2 separate regions of the Triticum aestivum genome follow, and region 1 is linked to region 2. A link is a contact called in public Hi-C data. All regions are on one chromosome and are shown on one strand. The core of a region is the stretch at or near the end of the contact, and the rest is flanking DNA. Distances in the headings are between cores, read along the strand shown. Region 1 holds the start of LOC123122115 (cilia- and flagella-associated protein 20). Region 2 holds the start of LOC123122114 (cysteine-rich and transmembrane domain-containing protein WIH2).

Region 1 (4,653 bases), core at 556-3,055, 300 kb before region 2:
AGTAAAATGCATTTGATAACGATTAAATTAACAAATACAAATCAAAAGAACATGAAGAAAGGCACAGTGAAGGAACACTTTCGAATCTAATAGATAAGCAATAAGCAGTTAAGCACCGCACAGAGTTTACTTCTACAGAAACGATTATGGAACCATAGCTCTTACAGACTTGAAAATTTGATGCTCGGAATCGTCGGCGGACATTCTTGTCATCCAAAACTTGGACCTCAAATGTGAAGTATTTTTTAAGATTCTTCACAACAAGGGCAAGAAATGGAAGCTTAATTCCAAGAGTGGCAGCAGGGTCAGCTGGGCAGGTGATGTAGGTTGATTGCACATTTGTTCCAACAATTTCAAGTACATTAGACTTGATATCTTCATCCTGAGGTCTTTTAATGTGCCCATCAACAACTGCGAAGCAGACAAGGTATTAAGTAACTGAACCTGACTTTCGTGCAGAACAAGCTAAGTAACAGCCTGAAGCACATGTACACACATACTCAAAAGTGACCCCACTGTCCTGAACTGCCCGATATAAACTATTATTAGGTTATGCATAGCTACTCCCAAATCATTACCATAGTAAAATTAGGCTCAGGTCTCAAATACTCCCTCCGTTCCTAAATACTTGTCTTTCTAGGCATTTCAAATGACTATCACATACGGATGTATGTAGACATATTTTAAAGTGTAGATCCACTCATTTTACTCCGTATGTAGTCACTTGTTGAAATGCCTAGAAAGACAAGTATTTAGGAACGGAGGGAGTAGGTTCTTAGCATGCAGAGAAGCAGAAGTGCAGAACATTCCACCCTAAACACAATACAAGGTATTCATCAAAAGGGTAACAGCTTGCAGAGTTAACTATACCAGACCTGCCTTTGCTATCAGAAGCAGATAATGCTTTATGTGACCAGGGAAGAAGCATCTACAGCAGCATAGGAATAGTAGAAACTGAAATTTAGAGAACCCCAAGCATTACTGACTCACCTTCCTTGTCCCATATCTGCAACGGCTTGGTCCTGATCAAATAACACAGGGGAAAACACAAGACATGAGGTATCCAGACTAAAGGAAAGAAAACATTGTGACAGTGAGACCAATACAAGGCCACCATGCTACATACCCAAGGCTGTAGAGAATCGATAGAAACCCGGACTGGAATGTATTCTTAAACATTCTTTTTCCAAGCTTGTGAGTCCAGCTAAACTGCACAAAATAGCACAACAAATGAGCAAGCCTTTCGTGCCTGTATCATCGGTTACGGGATGAAGATGTATAACAGCTGGTGGATATCATCAGTTTTATAACAGGTTAACACATGATTTTGATTTTGTTGATCACGGGGCACTCGTCAATTTGTTGAATTAACATGGCAGACAGACAGACAGGTTAGTGTCTCACACGCATTGCCTATTTCCAATTGACCAATATAATCAACGATTGGAGACAGAGGTCTACCTGAGCGGAGGCGAGCTGGAGGCCGAGGACGGGCTGGACGGCGCCGAGACGGGGGACCGGGGTGGACGGGTCCGGCGGCGGCGAGACGGGGTGGACGGGTCCGGCAGCGGCGACCTGCTGGCGAAGGAGCTCGGCAGACGTGGCTGGCGGCAACGGTGGGCGGCAGATGACGCGGGTGGGGCGGGTGTGCGGCGGGAACGGAGGCGGAATCGGAGCGGAGGCGGGAGGTGGAAGGCTACGGCGGCGGCGGCCGGGATTGGAGACGACGAGGTGAAACCCTACCCGTTTGGCGCTTGTCGCACGGGAGGAAGAGCCGCGACGCTTCGACACAGGGAGAGAAACCGTGCGAGGAGCTGGTTGGACACTTGGACTGGGAACAGGGCCCACCGCGTCCTGGAACTTTTAGGAAGCGGCCCTTCTGATTCCCACATTCTCACAATTCTCCCCCTCTTCTCAAACATAAACACGAGTGATTTTTTTTTTCTTGAGGGAAAGCCTTCATGGCAGCTTTATTCATTGTGTAGAATAGTCGGGGCATCTCCAACGCTGACCAGCGACCGCATCTGTCCGCAGACAGGGTGACCAGTCCGCGGATACGGATACGAGAGCGGGTGATCCAAAGCTATCCGCATACATTTCAAACCAGGTTTCAATTAACTGGACGAATTTCATCAAACATGACGCAATTCATTAAAGTTCGGATAAAAAATAGCACAAATCATCCATGTGTAGCATGTAAATAAGTCTAGTACAACAATAATTCAAATTCAACGAGATTAATCTGATGTTCAACAAGTCATGTTGTCCCACACATACGGCCTCTTGAACTTCATCCAACGGTGTGTGCGTGAATGGTCCGCCCTCTGCCTTGTGGTACATCACGGCATCGTGTACATACTACACAATAGAGCAACATTGAGTGAATGAATGAGTCAATCAATCAACAAGTTGAGCAAGAAGAAGCAAAACATACGATCTCAATGGTTGCCACGTGCAATGGCCACATTGCCTCCAACCAATAAACCGTGCCACAAAGCTTCGTGACGGAGTTCTAGATGCTGTACCATCGATATACTAACGAGTTCACATTGCATTCATGGATGATGTCCGTGTCGTAGGGCGTAATGTGCTTTCGCACATGAAATGAACCATGTACGTGCTGCCAAACGAGCCACCTTCTGCTCCTGCCTATGAAGTCCGTAGATACGGCCAATCACGCATCGCGCAACAACTCATCCTTTATGGTCGAGTACCCCGACCATCCTTCTTTCTCTAAAAAACGGCATGAAGTTCGAAAATAAGCTCAATGACATTTGACCAAACATCTGACGGGCATGGTGTCCACCATGGATGTCGTCGACAGGGAGGCGGAGGGTACGTGGCTTCGGATGGATCCTGGTTGGACGATGCCGTAGTACAAGGCGAGCAGGCGCGTGGGTGGTGGTTGCGGACGTTTGACAATGCCTGGGTGGCGACCGGAGAGGTTCAGCGGCGGTGTCAGAGGAGGAGGGCGCGGATGCAAAGAAAGGATAGCAGGGACAGAGTGGAAGAGAATGGGACCGGGAGAGGGATTTCAGTGGGCCGGGGTTGCCAGAGTCATATGTGGCGGCGGTCCGGACTCCCGCAAAGCCCCCCGCCCCCCCGGTTTGCTTCCAATTTGCAGGAAAAAGCATGTCTGGACCAGTCGGAGAACCGATAAAGGTCTGTATTGGATGACAAAACACGTCCACACCGCGTGGTCCGGACGGTTGCGAGCAGTTGAGGGTCCGCATTGAAGATGCCCTTACATCATCAACAAATTGCGTAAAAATAAAATTTGAAGGGTCTTGGTGACAAACTGTAGCATCTCCCACACTATCGGGCTAAAATATGTGCAACCTTGTTTGCTTTCCTGGCAGACCTGGTAGCCGGTGTAAGTGCATCTAGTGCCACTCCTAGTTGGTTTTGGAGTATTGACGACAAACTTGGTTGAGGGACTAATGTGTTTGTGAGAATTGCAGGATAACACAGGTAGTAGTCCCTCATTGATTCGGTTTACCTACCAGAGATGACCCCTAAAAATGTGTGAAGACATTGAAGACAATGGTGGTCTGTGAAGATATTCACAACGAAGATTATGACTCGAGAAGACATTCACGTGAAGACTATGGAGTGCGAAGACATAGTTGTTTCGTAGTTCCTTTTCTTCTTTGTTGAGTCATAGGAACCACCACACTGTTAAGTGGGATCCAAGTGAACAAAGTCAGAGTGGCTAAAGTGATGCTCAACCAAATCCTATGTCTTCGAGCGAAGACAATGAGAGCAAATCTTATCCAGAGTTGGATGAGTCAGCTTTCCTTGTAGCCCAAGTCAAGCTGCCGCGTGTGTTTGAAATCTGACCGTTGGACACGTGTCAGTTCCTTAGTGACCCAGGGTCATTTTGGACAAATCAGGTCGGGTTGCCTTCTGGCTATAAATAGCCCACCCCTACACCATAAATTGGTGGCTGCTTAGAGTTAGTGCACGGCTTTTGTCGTTTGAGAGCAACCCACCTCTGAAGCATTTGAGAGAGAGATCCTTGCGAGGACAAAGCCCAAAACACCCAGAGCCAAAGAGTGTTAGGCATCACTGAAGTCTTTCTGTCCGCGTGATCTGAAGACTTGTTACACTTGAGGACTGTGAATCCTCCAGCCGGTTAGGCGTCGCGTTCTGAGCATCCAAGAGTCATTGTGGATCGTCGGTGAACGAAGTCTGTGAAGGTTTGGAAGTCTACCTGGAAGACTTACCAGAGTGATTGGGCGAGGACTAAGTGTCCTTAGCTCAAGGGTAATAAGGTGAAGACGCGGTCTTCTGAGTTAAATCTCAGCCTCCCTAACCAGACGTACAGTTGCCACAGCAACTGGAACTGGTCCAACAAATCCCTGTCCTCACCAAGCAACTAGTTCTATCACTTACTTCGCTTTACTTACAGTTTGTCTTCGTGAAGTCTTTGCATGCTTGCTTGATCTGATTGACTTCACTGTGTGACGACTATTGTTGTTTGGCTTCATACTATCTTCCATCCTGATCTATACTACCTAGCTGCTAATAGTCTTCGTGCTTTCACTTTATTGCTTCCTTGACTATGGCTTGTCTAGTGTAGTCTACCTTCCGCTGCATATCAATAGGCTCATATCCAATATTTGTCTTGAAAGCCCCTGTGTTCTGAAGACT
Region 2 (4,782 bases), core at 526-3,025:
GCAATGCAGAGAGGCTGGTTTGAACCCAGGACTTCTTGGTACAAGTGGGGAGGATTTCACCACTGCGCCAAGCCCGCCCTCAGTGATTACCTTACATCTACTTAATAATTTAAAGACTGATTAAATGTATAGTATTATTTCGCATGAAATGAAAACTCTTCGCTAGTCCACAGGTTCAAGGCTTGGTGCCCAAAATGACGTGTGCAGCTATCAGTCATCCAACAGGTGCTTGCATAACACACTGACTGTTTTTTTTTCCTTTTGGGTTCAGCCAACAGGTAGTACATTCAAACAAGTTAATTATACGCACTTCTAAAGGGATGTATTTTGGGTGGACACAAAGCATTGATGAACATGAGCATCTATTGGTTATTCCAGATAGCCGCTGTCTAAGGTCAATGACTATCTGCAACTCTGCATCAGGCAACAGTGTGCACCAGTCTAGCAGACGTATCCTACCTCCATTCTCTTTTAGATGTCGATTTAGAGTGCATAAATGCAGTGTTCCAAAGATGTGCAAACAATATGTCAACTAACCATGATAAACAATGGATTTAACGATATTGATAAATCAAATATCACATGGTCAACAAAAACTTTATGGGCTCCTGCTACAGCGTGGCATCATCTCGAAGTTGTGTGTTACTAAATGTTTCAATATGGAGGCAAATGCACACCAGCATATATCTGTGATTCTGTATAATATCGCTTCTACACAATGCTTTGTTTCTTAGGTGCTAGTAGATACAAGACTTCTCATTGTGAAGTTTTTGTTTAGGCAACAACTACTGAATTATCTATTTATTACACAAATTCAGCCAGCACAGGAAAATTAATCTCTGGATGATGTATTCGCGATTCAGACATACTTTAGTTTCGAATATGCAAACGATTTCATAAAGAACCAACCAAGCCCCTCTCAAAAAGACACCAAAGAGCTAGCTCAAGAAAAACTAAGCATGACCCCATGATCTCAATTCTCAACAATGAGTTCCAAGTTCGTCATAGAGAAAAACTACATTACTGGTGCAGTATAAACAAGAATTTAACCACAGCCAGCAACACATCCGAATCACATGCCCAAAACTCATAATACATATTGAGAGAAGGCCTGAATTAACATTACCATCCTTTGAGGAAGCCAAGGCAGCAGTCATCGTCGTTGTGGTGGTGGTGGTGATGATGACCATGGTGGTGGTGGTGGTCCTCGGCGTGGTGGTCATGGTGGTGGTGGCCGTGGTGGTGATGGCCACTGTGCGGCGGCGGGGGCGGGTAGTAGTAGGGCGGTGGCTGCTGTGGCTGGCCCTGGCTGAAGTATCCCTGGTACCCCGGAGGCGGCGGCGGCTGCTGCTGCTGCGGCGGGTAGTACGGGCCCTGCTGCCCGCCGGCCGGCGGCGGGTACACCGGCGAATACCCTGCAGGCCGCGCGGAACAAAAACGCAGATCAGACCATGGCAGGCCCTACCCAGCAACACACGCTCCCCAATCGATCGGGGAAAGTGACGCGTCGGCGCCGATTTGGGGAGGGTTTGGGGGGAGTTCGCGAGAGATGAACGGGGGGCGGGGCGGGGACTTGCCTGGCGGCGGGTAGGACTCCTGCGGAGGGACCTGCTGGTAGCTCATCCTCTCTCGGCGTCGGCGGCGGAGCCGATCCCTTTCTCCTCGTGATCTACGGCGGGCGGGCGGGTCGTTTGGTTGACGCCGGGACGGAGGAAAGACGAGACGAGAAGCAAACCGCACGGGGTTCTCGCCGCGGCCCAGCGACTTCCTTCCGCTTCCCGTGGGCTCTACTGCTATATAAGGTTTACCACTGCAACTAACCAACAAAGCTGGAATAGCTCAGTTGGCTAGAGCGTGTGGCTGTTAACCACAAGGTCGGAGGTTCGAGCCCTCCTTCTAGCGATTTTTATTTTTGATTTAAATTAATTTTTCCCCCTTTTGCCATCACTTCAGATGTCGGTTTAATCAAAACTATTGTTTTTACCATCACATGACATGTCGTTTTTTTTCAAACTAATATTGCCCGTGTCATTTTTCACTTTCCCATGACACAATGTTTCATTTTCATTCAATTCTCCCATTTTGCCATCACATGAGATGTCGTTTTCATCCAAACTATTTTTATTGCCATGATGTGTTGTTTTCGTTCAAAAATATTGCCCGTGTCATTTTTATTAAAAGTACTACTTGGCCTTTTCTGAACCTTGTATGTGGGTCGATGAAGCCTCTATCTTCCTTTTGAATGCTCTTATAAACGATGAACTTTCATTGGGAATGAATAAATGAGCCTGAGGGTTTTCCTTGCAAAAAAAAGTACTGCTTGGCCTTTTATCACATGAGACCAGAATTAAAGCTTAAATCCTTGGTAAAGAAATGATAACCCACTTTAATGACACATATATGACACCAAAACATAGAGTTGAATTCTTGGCTGGTTGGTCATTTCTCATTTTCTACTAAAAAGGTTGGTTCTCGACCAAACGAAAGTATGCACATGAGACTCCCATGGTGAGGGTTTCTCTTCCCCTCTCACGACTGCAGCGTCCAAGGCACTCAACCCCTTCAAGCTTCAGTAGCGAACCCGTGAATACACCTTCACTCTACTTGCCACTCTGGCTAGTAGTTTAGCCACTGAGGCGCTAGTAATTTAGCCACTCAGGCAATTGGCAGAGAAGGGGATCCCGGTGCATCAGCTCTGGCCGGTAGTTTAGGTTAGGGTTCTTTCTCACGAAGGAGCAGTGTTCAGCAGATTGTGGCGATTCATCTTCGAGTTGGTCTTCCGAGCACCAGTCCTCCTCGAGCTCGCCGTCATGACTAAGTCGGCGGAGCTCCGGCATAGATTCATGTTGTCTCCTTTGGACAGTGAGGTTAGGGTTTCTCGCTGTGCGTGACTGATGACGAGATTTAGTGTCAAGTGCTTTAGATCGATTCAAGGGTTTAATGGTGAACGATTGCAGCCCTGGGGTGCTGGTCTTTACGGGCACGTGCACGAATACTTCTTGTGTGACCATCGACAAGGTCAAGCTGACTCTGGTAGGGGAGTAGAGATAGTTGCGCGTCGCCGGCTCTTTCTGACGATGGTAGTGGTCGTTCGTGACCTCTAAAATAAATCTGGGTCCTTTTTCGAAAACAAAATCTGTCGGTTCTGGAATCCTCGTCCTACCAAACAGTGACACTACCTACCCTACTGTATATACTACTCCCTCCGTATCAATTGAACTGCTAAAACGACATATATTATGATGCAGAGGTTGTAAAACAGTTTGATTCCCTTAAATACGTGCGCTTCGTAAGCACCTATGTGCATCTGGAGTGGAGTGTGCTGTCTGGTGCAGGAATGGTCGTCAGTAGTCAGGCCATGGCTTGATGATCGCTCGAACGGCTTCTGCTGTATGCGTGAAGGAAAATAGGAATTTAACCGATCAAACGGCAGAGTGCATGAAACAAAGAAAAAGAACAACAAGAGTGGCTGCAGCCTGCTGCATGCGCGAACAGATTAAGATCTCGACCGATCAAGCTCCATATATAATGAAGCAAAGAATAGAAGGGCAAGAGCGAAATTGATCAGGTGAGTGATTACCTGGTTTGGTGCTCGATCGGTATCTTGTGGGTTTTCATCTGGCAGGTCTCGCTAATGAAACTGGGAGCCATGATTGATCTTCCCATAAAAAAGAAGTAAACAAAGAACAATTACCCAATTGTGATGAATGGATTGAGTAAGAAAAGAGATGAGAGGCTGACATGGAAGATAAGGGCCACTCGGGCTAGCCAAGGAGACTGCCTGTTGTACATAGTGAGAAATCACATATATACATGCAGAGATGTAAGTGTAATCGATCAAGCTATATATCCACAGGCAAGTCATCCTTGGCTACCAGAAGAAGCCCTTACCACCATGCAAGTCCCCTCCCTCTCTCTAGATCTTCTTCTTCTTCTTCTTCTTCTTCTTCTTCTTCTTCGCGCCTCTCCCTAATGCTCTCTCTCTCTCTACATGGCAATCGGAGACTTTCCTCATTCGGCCAGGCTGCGTGCCCCATTTGTAGCACCTCAAAGTGGCAAAGCATCGCTGAGCAGAATATTGCCGATGCAGGCAAAGCAACGGGTCCAGATCTTTCCCTCATTTGGAAAATATTCTGAGAATCCGGTCGCCGTGGCCGTATAATTTGTGCGGCCCGTGCTGCCCGAAGATCGCATCTCTGCTGCTGCAACTTGGCGGGTGTAGGCCGGCCGCGTTGACAGTGGAGAATGGAATTTTGACGGAACCTCGATGATGATGTGAGAATAAGCGCTTTCTATAATGCAATACGTACAGCTGAACCTGGTCACTTGCATGGCAAAGCTATGGAGGGACGCCACGATCTGATCTTATCGTCTTAATCATGTGCTTTAGCACACAAACTGTGCTGCGGGCAGTACTGAGTACTGACAGCATGCATATATCTTTGCTTTTCTGCTGCCTGATGCTTGATGCTCGGCCACTTGATGACACTTGGGCACGCTGAGTCGTCACGAGTGGCCTCAATTGCTCCGGCTTTTGAGTTTTTCTTTTTCCTTTAGTTAAGCCCATAGTAGCATGTCGGCAGCAGCCTTGCACTTGCCGTTTCTGGATAATCATTTCATTGGAACCAGAATAGTACTCCCTCCGTTTCAAATTTAGAACGGAGGGAGTATTCTTTACGATGGTAGTATCCATCACGTACAATGCAAGGTGCTTAGGGAAGATACTTAGAGAAATAAATCAGGTTTTTTCAAGCATTGGTGTTTATTTATACAGGTTCACAC

What was found. A called contact is a pair of places that touch in the nucleus more often than the background predicts.
Region 1: a Hi-C map of leaf shows a contact between it and region 2, with 3 times the contacts expected there. The contact joins the promoter of LOC123122115 here to the promoter of LOC123122114 in region 2. A contact is called at or near these places in 2 of 5 Hi-C or Micro-C datasets (both in leaf).

Annotation. Positions count from the first base shown.
Region 1 is chr5D:400,101,486-400,106,138 of IWGSC CS RefSeq v2.1, reverse strand. LOC123122115 (cilia- and flagella-associated protein 20) reads right to left here and starts at 1,805. Exons shown (of 6, transcript XM_044542259.1): 1 at 1,462-1,805; 2 at 1,127-1,209; 3 at 991-1,022; 4 at 170-411. The coding sequence starts at 1,179.
Region 2 is chr5D:399,799,109-399,803,890 of IWGSC CS RefSeq v2.1, reverse strand. It overlaps LOC123122114 (cysteine-rich and transmembrane domain-containing protein WIH2), which reads right to left and starts at 1,775. Exons shown (of 3, transcript XM_044542258.1): 1 at 1,578-1,775; 2 at 1,127-1,415. The coding sequence starts at 1,623. TRNAN-GUU (transfer RNA asparagine (anticodon GUU)) reads left to right here and starts at 1,829; the gene lies at 1,829-1,902.